Regions from separate parts of the Hordeum vulgare genome. Here region 2 is linked to region 1. Evidence: chromatin contacts called from public Hi-C data. All regions are on one chromosome and are shown on one strand. The core of a region is the stretch at or near the end of the contact, and the rest is flanking DNA. Distances in the headings are between cores, read along the strand shown.

Region 1 (6,710 bases), core at 3,035-5,534:
TCTGGCCAAGCGGAATTGGAAGGGTAGTCCGAGATGCAGCTTCTGTCCGAGGGTAGAGAGTATTCAACACCCCTTTCTTGACTGTCCTATGGCTAAACTAGTTTGGCGCTCGATTCACATTGCTTTTAATATCCCCCCTGATAATTTGAACTCGTTATTTGAAACGTGGTTACAGGGAGTTGAGGTTCATTTGGCCAAACATATTCGTGTCGGAGCATGTGCTCTTTTATGGGTTATATGGAATTGCAGAAATGATTTGGTTTTTAACAGACTACGTGATATTCACTCTTTGTAGGTTATCTTTAAAACTACCGCACTGATCCACACATGGTCGTTACTCACTCCTGTGGCAGCCAGGGAGGCTATGGTTACTGGTGTGTCCGTTGAGAGATGATAGCACAGGGTATCTTTAACCGGTTTGGATGACGGCATATTAATAGGGTAGGTGTTTAAGCATCTAGATCTTTTAGTCATCTCCGGCTTGGACGCGAAGTTCGCCTTGTATCTTTTATTTTCGTACTTTGTTGCTTTTATCGTATTTGTACTATGTGAAGAATTGATTTGGATTAATATATGACTGCATGCATCAATTGATGCAGAGGCCGGGGCTAAGCCTTCTTTTCGAAAAAAATAACATATATTTAATTCATTAAATCGACTACCTAAAACTATACGAATGACTTATACACCGGAACGAAGATAGTACAACTCTTCGTGATTACAAGCTCAAAGAACAAACAACAAAAAGGGGGAAACCATTCCGTAGATTATCGACCGAAATGTTCTACTTCAGACATGAAAGTTGAAGAAACACAACAGCCGATGAAATCTGGACTTTAAGATCGGCAATATCAGCATCACGGCCTCCTTCAACCAGGCCCCATCGATCGACCTGGGGTTATTCAACTATTGTGTAAAGTCGTTGCTGCCTCCGAATAACCAGCCAGCCGCGTGCATCAGGGGCGGCTGTTGCACCGGCTACCGGCGTTTTTTTTTTTTTCAACTATTGTGTACACAGTACACACCTTCCGGACAAGCTGAAAGCTATGGCACACCAGCCGCAGCATGGGGTTATCAGACTTCACACGCATTTCAGTTTTCAGTTCACATCAACCATTTATTACTACTATTACATCTTATATACTCCCTCCGTACTAAAATTCTTGTCTTCCGTTTGTCTAAAAATTGAATGTATCTAAATACTAACACATGACTAGATAAATTCATATCTAAACAAATCAAAGACAAGAATTTTGGGACGGAGTGAGTAATAAACTGGAAGATGGAATGTGCTATGGTGTTTTACATTCATAAATTGGCAGTTATTTGGTACAGCATGGGCACAAAAAGTTAGTGCTGTTGCGCAATGCAAGAATAGACAGATAGCATCACTTCCGCCGATTGCAAAATTTATTTCCCAAAAAATTTCTCCTACTGCACTCTTCATCACACCCAAAAAAATAATAATGTATGCCATTGATAGCACTTTCACCGACACAACCAGAGATCGCAGTAATACAGAAGGATTTGGGTTTTCATACATCCTTACTAACATAATATACTGAGCTCCATTTAAGCAAAAGTTCAACGCTAGCAGCGGTTGAGTAACATTACTTTGTTTTTTTTATAACCATCTACGGCTAATTATTATTCCACAGCTCTTCATGATATACAATCTCAAGAAACAAGCAACAAAAAGGGAGAAACCATTCCATAGATTATCGATAAGAAATGTTTTACTTCAGCCATGAAAGTTGAAGGAACACAACAGCCGATGACATCTGGACTTTAAGATCAGCAATATCAACATCATGGCCTCCTTCAACCAGGCCCCATCGATCGACCTGGGGTTATGGAAGAATAAAGACCATAAGACAGAAAAAAAGGAGAGAAAAAAACAAGGGGTCAAAGTAAAGAAATGAAATGGTTGCAATATCACACCTGGTGATCTTCTTCAAGTCTGATCAGCTCAATTGACTCATCAATTCCCAGCCTTCCTCTGAAGATTGCGAGAGGGATTACCAAGGAATGGGCTGCTGCAGCCATAGCATCAATAGATGCTAGTTCACAATCATTTGCCTCCTTCAGAACGGTTTCTACAGCCTTAGCTAGCCGCTCATCCTGCTTCCCTCCTAAAAAACTTGTGTACACAACAGGCTTGAACCCAAACTCAGTGTTGACCCAGTCCAGTATTGGGTCAATTTTCTCCTTCTGTTTTTCTGCACACAAAAATAAGGAAGCATGAAAATTGTATTGAGGAACAAATGACAGACAGCATCAGCAATTTAATTATATGGATCTAAGTAGCCTGAAACCAGTTCATTCATGTTGAAGCACAATAACTGCGCCAACTTATGACAACAAAATTTGGCAAATTACCATAGACTCCTTTGGTAAGTTCATCATCGGCAGGTGAGCGGCAAAATACCAAATCTTGATGGAATTTTTGCATCAAATTGGCAATTATTTTCGTCCGTGTCAACGGAACTCTCTCCAGTGCAGTACAAGCAAGCTTCATAAGAGGCATAGTAAAAGGCCTGATTCCATCTTGTTCCTATGACAATAAGGAACTTTCAGTACCAGCGCCCATTGATCAAGAAGCTAGGGAATGAAGTATAGGAATACATTTTATTTCTTTTTGCAAGAAGTTAATTCAGATATAATCCTGCATTCCTCTATGGTGGCAGATCCAGTAAAGGCAAGTTGTTTTAACTTGTAACAACGTTGACAACTTGTAAATTATAAGTCATACAGCGGGGAACATTTGAAAGCAGCAACTCAGCCATCCAAAAACATAAATTTGCACAACTAAGTGAGTACTCCCTCTGTCCCAAAATAACTGTCTCAAACTTAGTATAAATTTGTACTAGAGCTAATACAAAGTTGAGACACTTATTTTGGGACGGAGGGAGTACTATCTAGTATCCTTACGTTCAGCTACTGCAGCATATGAATACAATTTATTTATTTCGATGAGAGGGGCGACATGGCCCCCGTTTTCATTAAGTATTAATACAATTTATGGGTATGTATAAGATATGACACACTGAGAGTACATCAGCTATCGAGTCTTGCTTTAATTTTATTGTAGGTACTGACGGTGGTAGTGTTCATTTTCAAGCTCTCTTGCCTTTGTACAGATCAGAAGCGAAAATTCAACTCTAATACATGCCCTATAGTCCCCAGAAGGCAATGGACTGTGCATTCTGCATAAATGCAATGAACCTACACCAGCAGACTATAGCACAGCGACTGATATTGTGCGATTTCATCCACCATATTGGGTTTTGCTTTAGTTTCATTTTCAATCTATGTTGCCTCTCTAGAGATCAGAGGTGCAAATTCAACTCCAAAGCGCTATTCTACACATAAGGCAACGAACTACCTTTTATGCATAAACGGAACAGATCTATGCTGATGGACTGCAGTATGGGTATTGTTTATTCGTTTCCTTAAACTTATGGGCAAACAACAATTCAGGTCATTTAGAACTTCTCATGAAACGATAAAGGGCGAAGAAACGAGAATGTTAAAAGCAATTCAGTCGTGAGGTTCAAGTCATCTGTGCACTAACTAGTATGATGAAAACCTAGATCCAAAAGATTTGAAATGTAAAATAGAATGAAATGCTCACTAAATCCTCACATAATTCACTATTGCTCCGTGCCAGTTAAATCGGCGAGACCGGGGTCAAACTAACCGCTAACCATACCATTTCATTCGAGCCATTTTGCTAATTGCAACAGTACGCTGTGAGCAGAGATGAGGCATCCATACAAACCATAACACAGAACCCTACCCTAATGATCTCAAACTGAAGTACAGTATCACAGCCGAGATCAGCCAAACAACAGAACAATGAGGAGAGTAGAGGAGGAGAGGCAGTGGGGGTTAAGAACCTGGTACTCCCACTCGGCGGCGACGGCCATGGCGAGCTTGCGCGAGTGCAGCTTGAGCGGGCGCTTTGCGGGCGTCTTGAGGGTGCGGTAGTCGAGCATGACCGTCCACCCGTTGCCGTCGTCGGCGCGGCGCACGGTGGCGTCGCGGTAGAACCGCTTCCCCACCACGGACCCCGTCATGAACGACATGGGCATCGCCACCGAGGTCTCGTCCCGCGTCGCGGAGGAGGACGGCTTCCTCACGTAGATCGCCTCGCCCCCCGCCTCCTCCCCGCCCGGCCCCGGTGACGCCTCCGCCGCCGTCCCAAAAAGCCGCCGGCCGCCCGCGCATCGCCGCAGCAGGAGCAGGCGGCGGCCCGCCAGTGTCGTCGCCATTCCTCTGCCTGGTCGCCGCTTCACCTGGGCCTCTCTCTCCCAAATGTACTGAGTACAAAAGTATCACGAACCCAGCCCATGTCATGGTGTAAGCCCAACAGGCTACCTCCGGCCCAGTAAGGCCCATCGCGGAGGCCCGGAGAACGTTCCAGACGCATCTGACCTTGCCCTCACCGGTCACCGCCCCCACGCGGGCCCGGTTCGTCTCCACGGCGCCAAAGAGGCGACCAGCGACTCGGACCGAATCCCCCAACTTTAGTCCTGCCTTTCCATCCACCCCACATCGCAAACCCTGCACGCTACGGCGACCGGCGCCGCGTGAGATCTCGAACCCCGACAGACGGCGCATGCGCTCGCCGTGACCGGACCTCGCGCCATGGCCATCGCGGAGGCATCCCCCTTCGCGGACCTACCCTTCCCCGACGACCTGCCGGAGTTCCCGCACGGCCCCGGCGGGGTCGGGGACGACGCCTTCGGGCTGGATGGCTTCAACCTCGACGATCTGGACATAGACTTCGACTTCGACCTCGACCTCGACCTCCTCCCCACCGACGACGTGCAGCTCCCCTCGTCCCCGCCGCCGCTCGCCACGTCATCGTCCTCGGCCGGGTCGCCGGGCGGGGGCGGGGGCGGGGACTCCTCCTCCGGCTCCGGTGGCGGAGCGGACGGCGGCCTGAAGAACGACGAGTCCTCGGAGACGTCTTCGAGGAGCGCGAGCGCTGGGAGCGACGGCAAGGCTAGGGATGGAGTTGAGGGTGAGGACGTCAAGCGGCGTGCGCGGCTGGTGCGGAACCGGGAGAGCGCGCACCTGTCGCGGCAGAGGAAGAAGCAGTACGTGGAGGAGCTGGAGGGCAAGGTCAAGGCCATGCAGGCCACCATCGCCGACCTCTCCACCAGGATCTCCTGCGTCACCGCCGAGAACGCCGCTCTCAAGCAGCAACTGGCCGGTGCCGGTGGCGCAGGCGTCCCGCCGCCGTTGCCCATGTACCCGGGATTGTACCCTTTGCCGCCGCCATGGATGCACCCGGCTTATGCGATGGGAGCGCGCGGCTCCCAAGTGCCGCTCATGCCGATACCTCGGCTGAAAACCAAGCAGCCTGCGTCGGCTGCCGCAGAGCCACCGGCCAAGAAGTCTAGGAAGACCAAGAAGGTTGCCAGTGTCAGTCTTCTTGGGTTGCTGTTCCTGATGATGCTCTGTGGGTGTTTGGTTCCTGCGGTAAATCGGATGTATGGTGCAGTTGATTCTCGAGAAGGAATTGTGCTTGGTCCATCACAATCACGTCATGGGAGGGTTCTGGCTGTTGATGGGCCTCGAGATAGTGTCTCGGAAGGTGTTGATTCGGAGTTGCCACATAATTCAAGTCAGACGCTTCCGGTGTTGTTGTATATTCCGAGGAATGGGAAGCATGTGAAGATCAATGGAAATCTGGTTATCCAGTCTGTTGTTGCGAGTGAGAAAGCTTCTTCACGCATGTGTCACTCTGATGGGAAGAGTTCATGTAACCAAGGACAAGAAGACACTAGTCTGGCAATTCCTGGCCATGTGGCTCAGTTGAATTCTGGAGAAGTCATGGAATCTGCTAAAGCAATAAAAAATAAACTGATGGCTTTACCTGCTGGAGATGGAAGCATATACAGAGAGGATGATGAATTACTGCCACAATGGTTTAGTGAAGCAATGTCAGGTAAGGATGCTACAAGAAGTTACATACTGCTTTAGATTTGAGAAATGAATTCCTTATGTGCGTGTGCCACGTCGGTTTTATACTTGTTATCATACTGTGACCTTGATACGAATATAACAGTCACTAGCTGATGCAACTTCCTAATAGATAATGTTTGATGTTTGCAAGTTACTTAGCCGACATAAGGGTGTCAGTTTTCGGGAAATATTATCTAGTGGATGCCTCTGTTCGGATCAGTAGACAACTTGAAAATGGCTACCATGTGAAGTATGCACAGCAAGGCGATCATGGACTTATATAGTTATGCGTCACTTGAATACTTGATCAATGAACGCATTCCAAGAGCTTATGTTTGGTGTATTATTGCCTTGTGCAGTTGCAACAATTGCTAATGCAGCGTATTATACAACCTGTGCTCGTGCATGTATGCAGTATCAGTAATTCAGTATGCATGTTAACATAAATATTACTTGTGGAGTGATGCAGCATATAAAAATGTAGCATGTCCCTAAGAACTTCATTGCTCTTGAAATAATTTGACTAACCCAATGTAATATGCTTAGTTGAACATGATAGAGCATGTAATTGACCGTACCAGTAACATGTTTTTAGTTGTCCAAATTGTGTAGCATACATTTCTAAAAGTGTTAGCATTGAGGATATGTGATGTGCTACCTCAGTTGCAATTGTGCAGTTATATGCATGTATGTATTGAAATTTTTTAGAAAATTAAATTGTAGCTTGACATTAG
Region 2 (6,296 bases), core at 407-2,906, 250 kb before region 1:
TTTGTAAATTCATTCTGCTTTTTATAAAGTTATATTATATGCATTTTGTGTACTCTTGAAAATAAAAGTTTTTGCGTGGCGAAATTGAGATGTAAAGTATTCTCAAACATTTTACTTTTGGATGCCATCACTGCCATGTCCCCGTCATCCCTGTCACATGTTTCACAAAGAAAATATTGGGATGGCAACTCGAACTTATACACCACAGAGCAATAGTTTAACGGACGCGGCTGCTCGCACCGACTTTGACACTGAAACAGGCTACCATCCAACAAGATACATTAGCAGAGCCACATGCACCACGGCATCCACGACGAGTGGTCGCGATCATCGTCTCCAGTTCACTACGCGGTCGACCTAGGCGCGATGCTCTCCACGAACGCCCTGATCTCCCCGACGAGCTTGCCGGTGTCGGGCAGCGCCGGAAAGAAGTAGAAGGCGTGTACAGCCTCCGTGAACTCCACCACGCGCACCTCCTTGCCCTTCCGGCGCAGCATGGCGGCATACAGCCGCCCCCACTCCTGTAGCGGGTCGAGCCCGCCGACCACCACCATCGCCGGCGGGAACGCATCCGGCAGCTCCGGCTCCGGGCCTGCCTCGCCCGTCACGTGCGCGGCCGGGTGGTTCCGGTCGGCGCCCTCCGGCAAGAACGCCTTCCACCAGAAGTCGGACCGGCGGAGGTTGACGATCGGGGCCACGCCCTCCAGTGCTTTCTCCGACTCTGTCCGGTCCTCTCCGCCGAAGTAGGCGGACAGGAGCAGGAGGCCGACGAGGTGGATGGCTGGAGGCGTTGTCGCCGCCGGTGCCGCCGTCCAGCGCTGGGCCACGTGGTGCGCGATGTTGGCGCCGGCGCTGTCGCCGGCGAGGAAGCAGCGGGAGAGGTCGACGCGGACGGGGACCTCGGCGGGTAGGCCGGTGGTGGCGAGGTACCGGAGGGCGGCCTCCCCGTCGTCGTAGGCGGCGGGGTAGCGGTGCTCGGGCGCGAGGCGGTAGGTCACGGACACGACCACGGCGCCCGTCTCGCGGCAGATGGTGCGGCAGAGCACGTCGTAGGGGCGGGTGGCCGCGGAGAACACCGTGAAGCCGCCGCCGTGGAAGTACACGATGACGGGGTGCGGCGACGCCTCCGCCTCCGCCCCCGCCGCCGCCGCGAAGTAGACGCGGGCCGGCACGCCGGTGGACGCGTCGACGGTGAAGTCCACGGAGCGGACGCCCCCGGCGTCCGCGCGCGCGGGGTTGGCGGGCGCCTGGCGGTCCACGAGCAGCGAGAAGAGGAAGCGGTTGACGGTGCCGTCCCGGCGCTGCGTGGCGTCGACGGCGGCCTCGAGCGCGCGCAGCTGGAGCCGCACCGCCCACGGCATCGCCCCCACGCGCGCCCGGAGCTCCTTGCGAGCGACGTCGCCGGACATTTTTCTCTGTTGTGCTCGGTGTAGGCGTGTGGCTGGCTCGGCCTCTGCCTTTATCGATTTCTCTGCTGGAGTTTGTGCCACTACAGTGACAAAGACAACGTCCGTTTCATGCAGCGACTGGCAGGTCCCAGATAGCCGAGCACTGCAGTGGCATTGCCTCTGCTACTACTCCTAGCTGCTATCCTGGCTCGCTCGGTCCTCCTTATCTCCTCTCAGATTTTCCAGTCGGCGGTGTCAGCGACAAGCAGGTCGCAGATGGCCAGGCACTACGGGAGCATGTTCGGATGTAGAATCAATGGCGTGATCCGCCGAACGCGACGACATGTGCGGATGCATGATTGGTGAAGCTGCCATCGCCATGGTCCCGTGGAGAAGACCACGTGTGCGGGCAAAGCTAGCAATCCACGAGTGTAAGAGCATCTACAACTCAACCACTCAAACTCTTTTCAAAAGACGATCTGCCCCGGTCACTCACTCATATCTACTCAAACGGCCGGTCCGACACGACCCGACCCGGCTGTAAACGGGCCCGACACGGCACGGTCCGCCAACCAAACACGAATATTAGTCGGGTCATACCGAGTCGGTCCACGTGCACAGTCTCGAGACCTACACACGATATGAGAGCTATATGGACCGGCCCGTCGGCAAGTCAGGCCCGATTTTAGATCGATTTTGGCCTGTCATGCTATTTTATATGTTATATATAGTATAAATACAAAATAAAAAATGTAAACAGGCCGTGTCGTGTCGGCCCGCATGCCCAACCTTCAGGCCGAGACATGGCCCGAGGCGGGTTGCGTGCCTGGCATGACCCGAGGCAGGCTGCGTACCTGGCACGGCCCGTTTAGGTAGTGTCGTGCGTGGCCATGGTGGGTCGTGTCGTGCCGGCCCGCATGCTCAACCTTCAGGCCAAGGTACGACGCGAGGCGGGCTGCGTGCCTCGCACCACCCATTTAGGTTGTGCCGCGTCTGGCCCATGGCGGGCCGTGCCGACGTGCTCGCGGGTTGGCCTGTTTAGCCCGGTCTGTTTGGCCAGCTATACACTCACTCGTCACGAAAAAACGACCTAAACGGACCCCTCAAACCGACCTCAAACGTGTGGGTTGAGCTGATATGGGGCGGATATGGGGGAGCCTGGGCCCACCCGGGCACGCTCGTCTGGCCCGCGCTGGCCCGCATCTATCCCACATATATTCGTCCCTATCCGCTCGCGAGACCAAACCCTAGCCACTCCCCTCCACTCCCATCCGCAACCTAAGCTCACCTCCCGCATGGCGGGTAGCGGATCTGAGTCCTTCACCTCCAGATCCGTCGACCACGAGCTCGTCCCACGCGGCCCCAAGGAGGAGATGGCATTCAAGATTGCGCTCCACCGCACCTGGGAGGCGGCCGCACGACAGCAGCGCTCGGACTGGCAATGTCGGGAATCTGTTGTGTCCGCACAACCGGTGCTTGGATCCAATGTTGCTACGTGACCGGAGGTGGTGCGGTCCGTCTGGCGTGCGAACACCGTGGCAGAAGCGTAACCCCTTAGTTGGCGCGTTGAGCACGAAACATAGCCATCCTCGGACGATGTCATGGCGCGGCGTGCCCGCTGGGCGAGGCAGCAGGTATGGGAAGCGACAGAAGCCCTCGCTATAGTGGATGCTGGAGAGGCGGAGTCACACTCTCCGACGCCCCGTAGGGTACACTAGTGTGGGTGACGCAACCGCGTCGTGGTGGACGTCGGCTCCTCCCAGGAAGAATTCTTCATCGACCTCTTGTCACCTCGCACCGTCTGGGTTACGGGCTCCGACGAGGAAGAGTAGAGCATGGGAGAGGGCGGGAGCTCGACTCCCGTGAGTCGGCTAATGTCCCATGTCCTACTCTACTATTGGAATTATGCCCTAGAGGCAATGATAAATAAGTTATTATTATAATTCCTGTGTCAAGATAATCATTTATTATCCATGCTATAATTGTATTGAATGAAGACTTAGATACATGTGTGGATACATAGACAAAACACCGTCCCTAGCAAGCCTCTAGTTGGCTAGCTAGTTGATCAAGGATAGTCAGGGTCTTCTGGCTATGAGCAAGGTGTTGTTGCTTGATAACTGGATCACATCATTGGGAGAATCATGTGATGGACTAGACCCAAACTAATAGACGTAGCATGTTGATCGTGTCATTTTGTTGCTACTGTTTTTTGCATGTCAAGTATTTATTCCTATGACCATGAGATCGTATAACTCACTGACACCGGAGGAATGCTTTGTGTGTATCAAACGTCACAACGTAACTGGGTGGCTATAAACATGCTCTACAGGTATCTCCGAAGGTGTCCATTGAGTTAGTATGGATCAAGACTGGGATTTGTCACTCCGTGTGACGGAGAGGTATCTCGGGCCCACTCGGTAATACAACATCATACACAAGCCTTGCAAGCAATGTGACTTAGTGTAAGTTGCGGGATGTTGTATTACGGAACGAGTAAAGAGACTTGCCGGTAAACGAGATTGAAATAGGTATGCGGATACTGACGATCAAATCTCGGGCAAGTAACATACCGAAGGACAAAGGGAATGACATACGGGATTATATGAATCCTTGGCACTGAGGTTGAAACGATAAGATCTTCATAGAATATGTAGGATCCAATATGGGCATCCAAGTCCCTCTGTTGGATATTGACCGAGGAGTCCCTCGGGTCATGTCTACATAGTTCTCGAACCCGCAGGGTTTGCCCACTTAAGGTTCGACGTTGTTTTATGCATATTTGAGTTATATGGTTGGTTACCGAATGATGTTCGGAGTCCCGTATGAGATCAAGGGACGTCACGAGGGTTTCCGGAATGGTCTGAAAACGAAGATTGATATATAGGATGACCTCATTTGATTACCGGAAGGTTTTCGGAGTTATCGGGAATGTACCGGGAATGACGAATGGGTCCCGGGAATTCACCGAGGGGGGCGGGCAGCCCACCCCGGGGAAGCCCATAGGCCTTAGGGGTGCCGCACCAACCCTTAGTGGGCTGGTGGGCCAGCCCAGAGAGGCTCCTGCGTAGGAGATAAGAAAATCAAAGAGAAAAAAAGGGGAAGTGGGAAGGAAGGGAAGGACTCCACCTTCCAATCCTAGTTGGACTAGGAGGAATCCTCCTCCCCCCATCGGCCGAACCCCTTGGGGCCTCCTGAGCCCCAAGGGAAGGCTCCTCCCCTCCCACCTATATATACAGAGGTTTTAGGGCTGATTTGAGACAACTTTTCCACGACAGCCCGACCAGATACCTCCACGGTTTTTCCTCTAGATCGCGTTTCTGCGGAGCTCGGGCGGAGCCCTGCTGAAATTAGATCACCACCAACCTCCGGAGCGCCGCCACGCTGTCGGAGAACTCATCTACCTCTCTGTCTCTCTTGCTGGATCAAGAAGGCCGATATCATCGTCGAGCTGTACGTGTGCTGAACGCGGAGGTGCCGTCCGTTCGGCACTAGACCGTGGGACGGATCGCGGGACGGTTCGCGGGGCGGATCGAGGGACGTGAGGACGTTCCACTACATCAACCGCGTTTATTGACGCTTCTGCTGTGCGATCTACAAAGGTACGTAGATCAGAAATCCCCTCTCGTAGATGGACATTACCATGATAGGTTTTCGTGCGCGTAGGTAAATTTTTGTTTCCCATGCGACGTTCCCCAACAACGGTATCAGAGCTAGGTTCATGCGTAGATGTATTCTCGAGTAGAACACAAAAGTTTTTGTGGGCGGTGATGTGCGATTTGCTTCCCTCCTTAGTCTTTTCTTGATTCCGCGGTATTGTTGGATCGAAGCGGCTCGGACCAATATTACTCATACGCTTACGAGAGACTAGTTTCATCGCTAGGAGTAACTCCGTTGCTCAAAGATGACTGGCGGGTGTCGGTTTCTCCAACTTTAGTTGAATCGGAATTGACATAGTAGGTCCTTGGATGAGGTTAAATAGCAATTCATATATCTCTGTTGTGGTGTTTGCGTAAGTAAGATGCGATCCTACTAGATACCCATGGTCACCACGTAAAACATGCAACAACAATTAGAGGACGTCCAACTTGTTTTTGCAGGGTATGCTTGTGATGTGATATGGCCAACGATGTGATGTGATATATTGGATGTATGAGATGATCATGTTGTAATAGAGAATATCGACTTGCACGTCGATGGTACGGCAACCGGCAGGAGCCATAGGGTTGTCTTTAAACTAACATTTGTGCTTGCAGATGCGTTTACTATATTGCTAGGATGTAGCTTTAGTAGTAATAGCATGAGTAGCGCAACAACCCCGATGGCTACACGTTGATGCAGATCATGGTGTGGCGCCGGTGACAAAGAAGATCGTGCCGGTGCTTTGGTGATGGAGATCAAGAAGCACGTGATGATGGCCATATCATGTCACTTATGAATTGCATGTGATGTTAATTCTTTTATGCACCTTATTTTGCTTAGAACGACGGTAGCATTATGAGGTGATCTCTCACTAAAATTTCAAGACGAAATTGTGTTCTCCCCGACTGTGCACCGTTGCTACAGTTCGTCGTTTCGAGACACCATGTGATGATCGGGTGTGATAGACTCAACGTTCACATACAACGGGTGCAAAACAGTTGCACACGTGGAACACTCAGGTTAAGCTTGATGAGCCTAGCATGTGCAGACATGGCCTCGGAACACATGATATCGAAAGGTCGATCATGAATCATATAGCTGATATGATTAGCATAGGTATGCTTACCACTGAAACTATCCTCAACTCACGTGATGATCGGACTTGAGCTACTGGAATTGGATCATGAACCACTCAAATGACTAGAGAGGTGTACTTTTTGAGTGGGAGTTTAGCAAGTAATTTGATTAATTTAAACTCTAATTATC

Evidence for each region. A called contact is a pair of places that touch in the nucleus more often than the background predicts.
Region 2: a Hi-C map of seedling shows a contact between it and region 1, with 2.7 times the contacts expected there. The contact joins the promoter of LOC123429585 here to the promoter of LOC123425034 in region 1. A contact is called at or near these places in 1 of 6 Hi-C or Micro-C datasets (seedling) and 1 of 1 datasets of contacts at active chromatin or transcription factors (embryo).

What each region holds. Positions count from the first base shown.
Region 1 is chr2H:66,326,822-66,333,531 of MorexV3_pseudomolecules_assembly, reverse strand. It overlaps LOC123425034 (ATP synthase mitochondrial F1 complex assembly factor 2), which reads right to left and starts at 4,284. Exons shown (of 4, transcript XM_045108706.1): 1 at 3,900-4,284; 2 at 2,380-2,554; 3 at 1,942-2,219; 4 at 1,527-1,844. The coding sequence starts at 4,274. The coding sequence ends at 1,737. It overlaps LOC123425033 (bZIP transcription factor 60-like), which reads left to right and starts at 4,515. Exons shown (of 2, transcript XM_045108705.1): 1 at 4,515-5,959. The coding sequence starts at 4,651.
Region 2 is chr2H:66,572,655-66,578,950 of MorexV3_pseudomolecules_assembly, reverse strand. It overlaps LOC123429585 (probable carboxylesterase 18), which reads right to left and starts at 1,656. Exons shown (of 1, transcript XM_045113613.1): 1 at 161-1,656. The coding sequence starts at 1,409. The coding sequence ends at 345.